Linked DNA regions of Callithrix jacchus: region 2 is linked to region 1. Evidence: chromatin contacts called from public Hi-C data. All regions are on one chromosome and are shown on one strand. Each heading gives the region's core, a stretch centred on a gene start, on an enhancer-like site or on the middle of the called end of the contact. The rest is flanking DNA. Distances are from core to core; before and after follow the strand shown.

Region 1 (6,352 bases), core at 1,255-3,754:
AGGAGATATTATCCAGGAAAAAAAATTGTATACTGTTTTGAGTATATTTTGCTTATAGAAACAGAAGATTTTAATTTCCTATATGTGTTATGATATGGCTCAAGCCAAGAACATCTGTTTCTGCAACCTTTTTGAATTTATGGATTAAACTTGCTCAAGAATATTTTTTAAAATGTTTCTTAAAAAAGAATGAAGTTGGTAAAAATTAAAAGCAAATATGTTCAGTACTTTGATTTTTACTTACTGCTTTTCAAGTTTCCTAAGTCATCAAGTGTTTAATTTTGTTTTTAACTAAATGCACTATGTATAAAATCCTGAATAAAAATTCTTCTAGACATTTAGACAAGTTACGCCTGTCCAAATTCTGTCTGCCTCATTCTGCCTTTTGGAAGAAAGTCTCAAAGTTTCCAACTACATTACAATAGGCTGATGTCCTGAGGGTATCTCTATTTTTCAATGTAAATCAAATCACTCACAGAAGATGAGAATACATCTTTAATTTCATAATCAATCAATAAAGAAATTGTTAACACCCTAAATACTTGTCATAGTTTATATCAAATTTCACAAAGGCACCAAGAACCAATGTTCAATATTAGCTGGCCCAGGCTGGTTAACAGTAAATAGTTAAGGAGTACAGGCCGGGCGTGGTGGCTCATGCCTGTAATCCAAGCACTTTGGAGGCCAAGGCAGGTGGATCACCTGAGGTCGGGAGTTCAAGACCAGCCTGACCAACATGGTGAAACACCGTCTTTATAAAAAAAAAAAAAAGGAGTACATATTATGCACCTGCTATACAGACAGTGGCAGTCTAGAACTACAATCTGAACTTGCATCTTCTCAAAGTTCAAGTATACAAACCAGAAGCTTAAGATCCCATACATAACTTTCCCTTTATAGTATATCCAAAAAAGTTATTACCAGAGCTTCTGCAATCTACAACTAACCAAATACGTTAACACTAAGGGACTAGCAGGGGCACTGAGAATGTCCTGGAGTACAAAATAAGTCTTGGGTTACAGTGGCACATTCTGTCCTCCGGAGCTTTATACCACAAAAATTGAGCACTTTCCCTAAAGTGACTCCTTGTCCTCAAAATCAATTGTTTTAAAAAGTAAAGTTTTACTGCTTACAGAAACCTCTACCCCTACTTATTCTTCTCTAACAGAAATCCTACCCTACAAAATACTAACAGTGAAGAAGTGTGGCTTCATTTATTAGTAAGCTAATGCCAAAATTCTTTGTATGAGTTACTGAACCTCTGAAAAATTTTAAAACTCATGCTAAGTAAAATGCATCCGACTGCACAAAAACCCACTTAAAACGACTATCAGGTAACATAAACAGTAATTCCTGAAGTCATTGGTTTTGCTTTGAAGAGGCCAAAAAGGATAACACAGCCTACTGTAAAGAAGTCTACTCCTTACAGTAAATATGTCCAAGATAACTATTCCAACTGCACATCATCTATAGCAACGACTCAGCACCCTCCAACGTGTAATCCCCTGTCCACTAGATCTTCTGCTACAAACCTCAAATAAGTCATTCTTTAAATTTCTTCAGCTCACACCATTTCCCATCCTTTCATGAAAATGGAGAAAGGAGTTATAAAACCTTTAAAATAAAAATGACAGAAAACGGTGGAAAAGTAGAGAGGGCCTCTGCACCCAAGCTCTTTTCCTTTATACCTGATAACTTGCTATTGAACTCACCTACCTACCTTCATGTTCCTGGATAATACAGGGTTCCTCTAACAGTTCAAGAGGCTCTAACAAATGTCAACGTCCTTATGTGACCATTCTGTTCCAGCCGCTATACCATCCATTCAAGCTTCCTAGCTTTATCCTGCCAAACAACGACGCCGCTCCAAACAAACCATTACACAAGCCCAAAATATACTCTACCCTGTCCTCGTTACCAACACGCTGCAACCCAATGTAAAACCTTCCCTAATATCAACTCTTCCTTTATGAACTTTTTCCATATTCCTACTGCCTCAATATCCCACCGCCCCATACTCCCAGGCTCTCTCAGCTAAACACAATTCCAGCCCGGAGTCACACCCTCCAAAGCCGAATTCCTGCAACCCCAAAACCCCACCCCCCTCATCACACCCTCTGGGGCCTCAGCTATGAACCCCAACACCCCGCCCCACACCCGCCACGCCCTCCAGATCCCTTTAAGGTCCTTTCCGTCGGCCCGACCAGACCCCGCTGAGGCCTTCCAAAACGCCCAGGCTCTCCCGACTACCGCTCCGTCCCCGCCTCCAGCCCCTCACCGAGTAGCAGCAGCTTCACTTCTTTGGCCGCTTTTTCCCCGTCCTCCCGTAAGTTGCGGTCGATCATCTTGCTTCGCTCCACTGCCGCCTTGTCTTCGGCGCTCAACGTGCAGCCCATGGCGGCGGCGGGAGAGGGGACACGGGCCCGGGCTCACTCACACACCGAGGGAACTGCCACTCGGCAGGCTGAGGCAGCGTCTACTGCTGGGCGGCGGCCCTCTCCGTCAGCTCCCTTAGCGCCCAGAAGAACCGGACATCCGGCGTTTACGACACTTCCGGCGACGCCCCGCAGCCTTTACCGTTTAAGCCACTCTCCTCTGGGAGAGAAATTGAGACCGAAAGCGGAAGTCACGGGGACCCGGCGACTGGGCTGGGCGGCGGATCAGCTGAGTTTCGAGATTCTGTTAAGTTCGCTGCCCGCCGCCCAACTTGAAGCCTCGTTTACCTTTCAGCTACCTGATTTGGTAAAATGGAGAAAAACCGGGGCCTCCCAACTCATAATGCCAGTTTGGGGGCGGAGATTTCTAAATTAAAGCCTACATACCGCGTGGGAATTTCTGCTGGGAATTTTCTCGCCTGCCAGAAAACCCCTTTGATCTCTAGCTGTGAAGACCCGGGACCCCTACCCAAATGTGGGACACTGCCTCTGTTAGGGTTATGTCAGAACAAACTGCCCGGCCTGGGCCCCGTTCACATCTCACATCTGAGATTGTAACATCGACTGTGCCTAGGTAGGACCTTTTTGCCCTCTCTGGCCCACTAACTCCTCTCAAAATGTCCCCTGGTCCTTATGCTATTATGGACGTATTTCTGTGGTCTTGAGATTTGCTTAACTCCTATGCTGGCAAAAGGCCGCTTGAAATCACTAGCAGATACTCGATAACTTGAAAGGTTAAGCCTGTAGTTCCTCCATAAAATATCCCTGCTGCCCTTCTCTTTAGTGTAAGCCAGATCTTCCTACCATAGAGTCTTAGAACTAAAACCAAGATATGTCAACTTCAATTCCACACCCCAAAACAAACCAGTGCATCCCTGTGAATCTTCTACTAAAATTTGCGGTTGCAGTAACATACAAAAGGAGGTGGTCTAGTAAAATTTGCCTCTCAGCCCTAGTATCACCTGACACTTAAGTCCACTGTGAAAGCCAGGCTGATAGCTTCTTTCACTAATAACCCTGGGTACTGCATGAAGGTAGTCCTAAATTAACTTCTCAGCCAAATAAGTCCACATTTACCATACATTCTACCGAAGGGAACTCAGTCTCTAAAACCTTTCCCTGTGATTGTAAATTACTTTCTTTCTCTAATAGAATCTGAACTTTAGAATGTAAGTTTCCAACAGAGAGGTCTATATATAGTGATGATCCATTAATTAGAAGGATTTAATTAGAAGATTAGAGCCATCTTAAACAGCCTCATCCACCATAACTCTTACCAATGCCAATTCTTCAAGGTTTGAAAAAGTCCCCCAGTCATTCCCAAATGACTGTTAGAATGAAAGGGACTGCTTTTTCCTTATCAATATTTTTGGGGGAAAAGGGCAAGAGGAAAAGGAAGTAAAACCAGTATTTATTGAGTACCTATTTGCCAGGTATGGCTAAGGTGCTTCCACATCCCATCTCTTAATCCTCACAACAACCCTGTGAGGTAGGTAATAATGATCCCCATTTTTACAGGTGAGGAAGTAGGCTCAGAGAAATTAAGCAGCTTTCCCAACTTCACACAGTAAGTAAGTAGGTCTGTCTGACTCCAGAGTTGCCCTTTTCTATCATGCCCCTGTAGGATATTGCCTGGAGACACCTGACAACAGAAAGCCTATGGTTTTCATCTAGGATTGGGAGTTACCCCAACACCAGCAGGATGCAGGAAAAGGTAACTGACCGGATGGTTGCCTCAATCTGTTGATTCTTCAGTGAGTTAGGTCAGATTTTGTCCAGGAACAGCTTTCAGAGCCAAAGATTACGTACTGAACTTTACCAAGGCATCCTGGTGACTAGAAAACTCCTGGAAGGTGAACACAGCAGAAATTGCTGGGAAAGTTCTCAGCTTAATAAAAGAGATTTTTATTTCCTTCATGATCCACTCCTACAGGGAAAAATAAATGGCAAATGAACCCATGTATGTCAAACTCTGTAATAAACACCAGTGAGATCACAGTGTCAGGAAATTTCAGCCTGAATTAAAGATACCCTTGCTCTTAAAACTTTCTCCTTTGATGTATGTGAAGGAAGGGTTGGAGGGCAAAGTCAAAGGAAAAGGCAAAATAAATTAACAAAATGGCTGCCAGGCAATGTTTAATGCCCTCCCCTTCCCCCTTTCACCACATACAATCGCCTTTCGTCCTTCCACTGGACTCACACTGCCACCTGCTGGCAATGCTTTGGATCTACTAGCTGATCAGTAGTCTGCAAGGAGTTTATTCCCTGTCTAGGAATGATTGATTCCTCAATATGCATTTAATTTAATAGAGAGGAGAGGTGAACATGTTTTTCAATCACAAAGGACTCTCCTCCCTCTATATACTATGTTTTTAGGGGACTTCCTCAATGTAATAGGCACTAGGCTGGTATAATAGCCTAGTGATAGGAAGACAAACCTAGAAATCCTAGAAATTTTCCTAGAACACAAGGGGGAAAGCTGTTTGCCCAGTTTCACTGAACTTTTTTACTTCATTAGAGAGTTTCATTTATACTCCCCATGCTTTCTACAGTCTGCAGGAAGCTTTCAGGTATGCATCTTGCTGCCATGGACTGAACTCTCAGAAGTTGGAGTCATGGATATATTCTCCAATATATTTCTCAAGCACATTCCGTAGTGCTTTATCAGATCTAAGTGCTTTGTAAAAATACAAGGTATCTGATCAAATTAGACTATGAACTCCTTAAAAGCAGTGACCACACACTGTGTGGGTCCCAGGGACTAGTGGGTATTCAACTATTAATGCACTGAATTGAACTAAAGGAGTCAATGTTGATATCAGTATAACCTTTTATCATAAAAATTATTTATTAGCTGTTTAAAGGGGAGACTATCCCACTCCTACCAACCCATTTCCCTGTTTGATTCTCAGTGAGCCAAGAATTTGATCAAATACAGACCACACCACTCTCTGGCCCTGCCTTGACCCTGTAGTGTTACCTGATTCAATTGAGGGAAGTACGATGGACAGGTGGTCCCAGATGGGTGTCCTGTCCAGTTTACAATTATTCCCTCTTTGTTGAAAATACCACCACCAATACCAACCAACACAGTTCCTACAGTCTCAATCAGGGAACAGCCAAGACCAACTCCTGTGCCCTCTCTCCAACCCAGTGCTGCAGATAGGAGAGAGATTTAAGTCTTTGTCACTGAAGCTAATTTTGAGAGCGATGAATGGGAGTAGGGAGGCATTTAATAGATCATGGAAACCCCACCCTTCCCATGCCCAACCTTAGTCTCTTGTACCCGATTGTCCAGGGGGCTGGAGGTGGGTCACTGCCATGAGGAGAGAGATCAGGGAGGCCAGTCCTGGAAAGAAAAGATTCGAGGTATTATTGATCAGGCTGATTACCTGGCCTCTCTGTGTCTAGCCACTTTATCAATTCAAATGCCAACCCCCACCCTCACCCATCTGATCCCCAGTCATTCTAGTCCTTCCTCCTAAAAGGGAGGAAAAGCCATCCTGCCTTATTCTTGTCTCTGCTGAGATCAGGCTCCACCCTTGATCTCCTGTGTGCAGAAGAGAGAAAAATAGAACAGAAAAGCTTTTCTGAAGAGTGGGAGAGAGAGAGGTGCAGTCAGCTTTACTGTCTTCTACTCCATGTATCCTAATTGCTATTTTGTCTTGTTTCTGGACAAACTCAGTAAAGGAATATACCCTACTGGTCCTCTCACTTTAAGGAAATTTCAGGTATAAAACCAGAAAAAAAGATCTATTAACTCAAATGGAAACGCTTGGCTGTAATTTAGTTCTTTTTAAACCTAGCAAGGAAATGAGAAAACATGGGTCATTTTCTTACCTTGCTTGGGTGCAATTACTGCCCTGGACAATTACACTGAAAAATAAAATACCCTAAATGGCCCCTAGAATAACTCC
Region 2 (6,105 bases), core at 677-3,176, 190 kb before region 1:
ACTCAGCTTGAATTCCAAGGTGTCTGTAAGCCCTCCAGAGGGATCCTAGAGCCTCTCACAGGGCCTAGCAGGCAGGAGGTCCTCAATTCTACAGGAAACTGTGGAATGAATGAAGGAATGAAGGAATGAGGTCCCACGGCCTTTGTAACCCCACAATTTCAAGGAGACACCCTCTGAGTCCTGCTTCCTTCCCCTCGAACCTAAGTCCAGCTCCTGAGGCCTCAGCAGGAACTCCTTTGCAGAAGAACTGCTGAGGTACCTGGAGCTTTGTGCAGAAGCTTCAGTTATGGCCCCAAATCCCCAGAAATGGGAAGCGTGGCCTCTCCCTCTTTCCTGATGTCCCTCTTTCCTGTGGAGCTCCATGGAAGCAGATGTCCCCGATACCTGGCCCCAGGCCCCAGACCCACCCAGACCACAAAGGGTTTCTGTCTGAGGAGACCCACATTGCTCCCAGGGTCACCCCTAAAGGGCGCTGCAGTGGGCAGAGTACTACCAATGCCCCTCCCTGGTCCTCTGCCCCTGCTCACCCTGCCCCAGGGCCCTCATGGAGTCCCTGCTGTGTTCACACTGACTTGGGGAGGGGCCTATGGGAAGGATGGGCCTGGCCTGAGCTGGGCAGAAATGAAGTGTTGCCTGGGCCCCAAGCCAGGGCTGGGGTAAAAATATGAGTATGGCCTTTATGGAGCTGTGGGAGGCAACCAGGGGACAGGCTGTGCTATCCTAAAAGAAGGTGAAGGGCCACAAGATGGAGACCAGGGAACAGAACCCCAGGACTGCTTCCCATGGGGCCGCGGCTGGGTGTTGGCCTCACAGGCACCTGATCCCCGGGCCCCAGCAGCTGGCTGCCCACTGGACTCTGCCAGGAACCCACACAGCTCAGGCGGGGACTCTCCCTGGGATCTGACCCGTGGACTCCAGGTCATCCAGGGCAGTGTGGGTTGGGTGGTGGTGGGAGAGGAGGCTGAGATCTCCTGGTATAGTTCCAGGGAAGCTAAACACGGGACCGCTCCAGCCCTCAGACTCCACAGGACACTCCATCACAGGGCCCTGCACCAGGGCCCTGCACTCTGCCCACGAAGGTCTGAGGCTCACTGGGCCTCCCCCACCCCCACCTCCCCTCCTGCACTGTTCCCTGGTTTCTATTCACACTTGGCCTCGCTGGTCAGACTGGTGAGTTCCCAGAGGGCAGGTAGCCTGTCAAGAAAGTTTTTTCAATACCATGAAGTATGGGAAGTGGGTAGGTTCATGACTAGAGATAGATCCCGGCCTCAGTTTCCCATCTTTGCTGAAGCTGGCCAGGCATCTACCAGGGGTCTGAGCATAAGATGGGGTACAGAAGGAAAGAGAATGCAAGAGCAAGAATGGGCGGGTAAAGGGGGTCCCACTGGGTGGGAAGGGACAGGATGCAGGACCCTGCTGGAGGAAATCTCAGCCCTCCATTTAATGCCCCGTGTGGTTCTGCGCCCCAGTCCCCATCTTCTCTGACAAGATCCATGTCCTGCTCACAGGCAGCACCCAGGCACACAGAATCACACACCTATGGGTACCACACACGCACACACATGGCACACATGCCGGCCCACAGCTTCCCACAAGCCTGGAGTCCACCTCCGGCCAACCTGTGCCCTGACCACAGAGCCCAACCTCTCCGAGCCATGCGTGTTCTCTCCTTATGGTCCAGCCCCATGCCTAATGCTGACCTGATTCCCCAAAGTAGGCACCCGAAAGGCAGAGGGAAGAGGGGGCCACACACCAAGGCTAGCAGAGGGGGAAACAGGGAAGCAGGGGTCTCTAGCTAAGCTGGGGACAACTGTCAGCAAACACTGTAGCGGGTCCAGGTTGACGTTGAGCAGTTAGTGGCCAGGAGACCTCCCCACCCGCCAGAGTCCAAAGAGCACAGGCGTGGCTGCCTCTGAAGCCTCATCAGAGGCAGGCTCTGCCTGCGGCCACTAGCAGAGAAGCCGCTGTTCTGCCACCAGCCCTGGACCACCTGCTCCAAGACCAGCCCCTCCGGAGGACTAGCCGCCCGGCTTCACTGGCACACAGGTAAGAGCCTGGCTCCCAGGCAAGATCAGGGCCCAGCTCAGTCACAGGGGATCCCAGGGCAGGTGGGGACAACTCAGTGGCTTCCCAAGCCAGGTCTCCCACCTGTTCCCAGCTGCTACCCAGGGGATGAAGCCCAAAGAGGGGCTTGGGACTCAGCAGCTGGCTGGAGAGCTGGAAAGCAAAGCAAGGTCCAGCCTTTGGAAGGACTTCTGAGGTGCTTGCCCCAGAGTCTTTGAGCTGATGGCCTTCCCTGTTCCAAACTCCTACATCTAGGGCTTAAAGGGGAAAACTGGGCTGTCACAGCTCCCCCAGCCCTAAGGAGCAAGTCAGTCCAAACCAGTCCCCTCTTCCCTTCCTGGGTAGGGATCTTTTGCAGCAACTGTTTTCCCACCTTGAACTACCCACAGGTGGGGCCCACCCTGGTACTGGGGAAGTGGGGCATGGGGAGTGGGGAGTGGGGAATGGGGCTGACCAGGGGAAGACCTCACTTCCTCTTCCACATGGAGAGCATGGAAAAGCAGGAAGTGTCACAATGGGGGTTAGGGAGGCTGGGGGAGGGGAGCAAGCTTCTAGACCCCCCTTACCCCTGAAGAGAAAAAGGGTTCTCCCAAACAAGGAAACCAGAGATCCGGCCGTCGCTTCATGTTCCCTTAATGGTGCACTGGCAGTTTGTTTCTGTCCACACTGAGTCATCTTATCAGCTCCTCTGTCATTTTCATAACAGTCCTAATAAACAAGGGTGTGAGCTGCTCTCTTGCACGTACCCAGGGGATCCCAGTATTTCTGCACAACTCAGGTGCACCATGTAGACATGTGGATACCCACAAACCTCATTCAGATAGCACATACCCTTGACCCGCTCAGACCAACCCCATCCCCACCCAGCGCACACACACACACCATATTTAATTCCACTCCATTTCAACATGTGTGTTCTCTAGACTCCCTCTGTGACAGCACACAGCCCAGGGGCAGAGGCATGTTTGTAAACCATTAAAACATAAAGTTGGCAGTCGGATAGGTCTGGGTTCGCTCTCCATTAAACACTCATTTGTGACCTCAGGCCTGTTACCTTCCTTGAGCCTCAGAGTCCTCTCGGGTAAATGGGGACAGTACCAGTACCTGCCTTTTGAGGTTGCTTTGAGGATTAGAGTGACTTAAGGTACAGCCCTTAGAACAGTGATGGCACCAAGTAAATACAAGTGAACTCAGCGGGAAGGAACTGCTAAGATGTGGGTAAGGGGCTCCGCATCAGGCTCTCAGCCCCGTGGTGGCTGTTGTGACTTGTTGCTGGAGAGAAATGTACAAGGTCCAGCGCAGCATTAGGCGGGTACCCTGGGCGGGGTGGGGTTGGATGGTCCCGGAGGGCTTCACCAAGAGGAATTTAAAGGGTTGGGGTGGGGAGGGGACCTGGGCAGAGGATACAGAGGACAAAAAGCAAAGAGCCGGGAAGCCTGGGGAGACACTCGGGGAGGCCAGCTCCCTGGAGAGTCCTGCAGTGCCATCATGAGTATGCACACGCATGCATGCAGTCTTCCCACAGGGTCTGCAGCTGAAGAGCCAGCATCAGCGTCCTCCCAGTTTGCAGAATTGAAACAGGACTGAACAAGAGGGCCTCCTCTGGCGGGGTCAGCTGCCGAACCCTCTGCTCTTCCAGTGTCTTTCATACCCAGGCCCAGGATAGAATCTGATCACAGGTCCGTGTCCATCCAGGTGTCCTGGACTCCTTGGCATGAGCTTTATTAGCCAAACAATGGGAGGCCTGGAGACTGCCCTGGGGCCCAACCATGCTGTGGCCTCCCTTGCCCTCCCTTCCCTCCCCCTGGGGCCTCCAGGCCCAGCCAAGATGGAGGGCTCCTCGGTGGAGGACGCTGGCTGCAGATGGCTCTGGAAAGGGCCCCTGGAGCCAGGGGCTTTGGGTCTGGTCCTAGAGGCCCCAGGTCAGAGCGATAGCAACTGTCCTGCCCTGCTGTGCCTGGTGCCCCTTTCCCCAGCTCTCATGGCTGCCTCTGGTTCACTTTGGGTTCTAGGGAGCCGTCTTCAGCAGCATCAGCATGTCGAGGCCCAGCAGCAGAACCATTTACTGTAAGCTCCTGGCAGGCCCCTCTCCCCTGCCCTCCCACTGAGCCCCCTGAACGTCCTGTCCTCCACTCCCTCCTCCTCACACCAACTACCTCCAGCAGTGGCCTGAGTCTCACCTCACTCTCTGCTCACCTCCCGCCCCTTGCTCTGTGACCCTGTAGTGCACCGGAAGGAGTACTCCCAGAACCTCACTTCAGAGCCCACCCTCCTGCAGCACAGGGTGGAGGTGAGTACCTCTGCAGCCCTGGGTCATGTCCAACCCAACGCAAGTTTTCCCATGTGCCCACTGCCCTGCCAGAACATGGACACCTCACACAAGTCCCTGCCCTGGAAGCCAACAGCCTGACCCAGCCAGGTCCCGCAGACTCAGAGTCAGCAAGCCTGATAGAGCATCTGCTCCGTGTCGGGGAGGAGGAGGAGCAGTCCGAGTGAGCAGAGAGAGCCTGGCTGGAGGTCAGGCGGGTGGGTCCCCAGACAGGAAGTAGTAACAGTGGGAGGGGCTAGGAGGCACCTGCAACCACCCACCCACCTCCACCCACCTGTCTCCCATCCCCTGCTGCACCAGTCCCCTGGGCGATGCTCCTTGCCCAGGACCTTGCATGGCTGGAGGCAAGAGTGTGTGGGATCTTTGGCCCTGTGGGGGATTGAAAGGGCCATGACTGGAGAGGAGAGGCGCCTGGGCCTGAGCCTCCAGGGTGAGGGTGAGCAGCTCCAAGGCTGCGCCAAGGCAAGAATGGAGTCTCTGGGCCTGCCAGAAAGGATGACACTGGCACTGCAAGATTTAGGTAACTGAAGGACTGTTGACACCAAGGAGAAGGCGAAGTGCAGGCTGCGAGGGTGGGGGAGAGCAGGCACAGGGTCAGGCTGGAGCTCTGGGGTAGAAGCCATCCTGTCCTGGGCACCACTTGTTAGGGATCCAGTGGAGAACAAGCATGGATGAAGCTGGGGTGATGGTCTGCAGGTCCCACAGGGCAGCGGAGGCAGGGCTCCCCCAGCCAGCCGAGGAGGGGCCAGGAGGACTCAGCTTCTCTGGAGGGTAGAGGCTAGTAACAGGCTTCTTTTGGGCCCAGCAGGCAGAGTAAGAGGAGATATGCTTAGGAGGATGGGGTTTGCTCATGCTGCCAGGGTTCCTGAACATGCTGGCAGTGCCCAAACAGGGAGAGAAGCTGGGCCCCAGGCGGGGGTGGGGTGGGATCAAGGGGCAGGAGGCAGGCTGCATCTCCTTCCAACAAGAAACCTGGGTGGAAAGGGACTTGTGAAGGTAGTGTTTGGCTGGGAGAAGGGAGGGATCTCCCTAAGGAGAGCGAATAACCGCAAAACACTCATGAATGGTCAGCCTGGCAGTAGGCAAGGCCTTGAGTGGAGCTGAGGTCACGATGGTACCTCCAGGCATGAACCAGGGAGACAGAGACAGGAATGCTGGGCGAGTTAGGAAGAAGACTGGGCTGGGACTGAGTTCCCAAAGGGAGCGAACGCAGCCAGGAACAGAATCTGAGAGTCCTGTAACCCACCCAGAGAAGTTATTTGTTGGGTGGCTAGAGCCCACATCCACCACATCCACCAGCTGCCTCACTCGGCCTAGACTAGTAAAGGCCATGCCTGTCCTTCCTCCAGAGTCCTCAAGCCCCTCCTGCAGCCCCTCAGACCCAGACTTGGAGCCCCCATCCCTGGCCCCAGTGCTTCAACACTGGCCCTCACACTGGCCCTGGAAAGTTGCTTTATCTGAAGCCTGGAACCTCCCACCTCAAGGGGGCCAAGGACGTCTCCTTCCTCTTCTGCCTTTCCTGTACCCAGCATGCCTGTGGTCCCCCTCTCTGAGCCTTCCCCCAGTCCTGGGACTCCCCTTCTCCCTGCAGCACTTGATGACATGTAAGCTGGGGAATCAGAGAGTCCAGGATCCCAAGGATGCCTTGCAGAAGCTGCTGGAGATGGATGCACAGGGCCGGGTGTGGAGCCAAGACTTGACCCTGCAGGTCA

What was found. Hi-C and Micro-C count contacts between places; a contact is called where the count stands out from the background.
Region 2: a Hi-C map of skeletal muscle shows a contact between it and region 1, with 3 times the contacts expected there. The contact joins the promoter of EPS8L3 here to the promoter of GNAI3 in region 1. A contact is called at or near these places in 3 of 3 Hi-C or Micro-C datasets (induced pluripotent stem cells and skeletal muscle).

Annotation. Positions count from the first base shown.
Region 1 is chr7:147,438,185-147,444,536 of calJac240_pri, reverse strand. GNAI3 (G protein subunit alpha i3) reads right to left here and starts at 2,504. Exons shown (of 10, transcript XM_035252410.3): 1 at 2,279-2,504. GPR61 (G protein-coupled receptor 61) reads right to left here. Exons shown (of 4, transcript XM_078332719.1): 3 at 5,707-5,784; 4 at 2,461-2,595.
Region 2 is chr7:147,627,373-147,633,477 of calJac240_pri, reverse strand. It overlaps EPS8L3 (EPS8 signaling adaptor L3), which reads left to right and starts at 1,926. Exons shown (of 21, transcript XM_054236633.2): 1 at 1,926-2,046; 2 at 3,590-3,743; 3 at 4,077-4,131; 4 at 4,290-4,354; 5 at 5,985-6,105. The coding sequence starts at 4,101.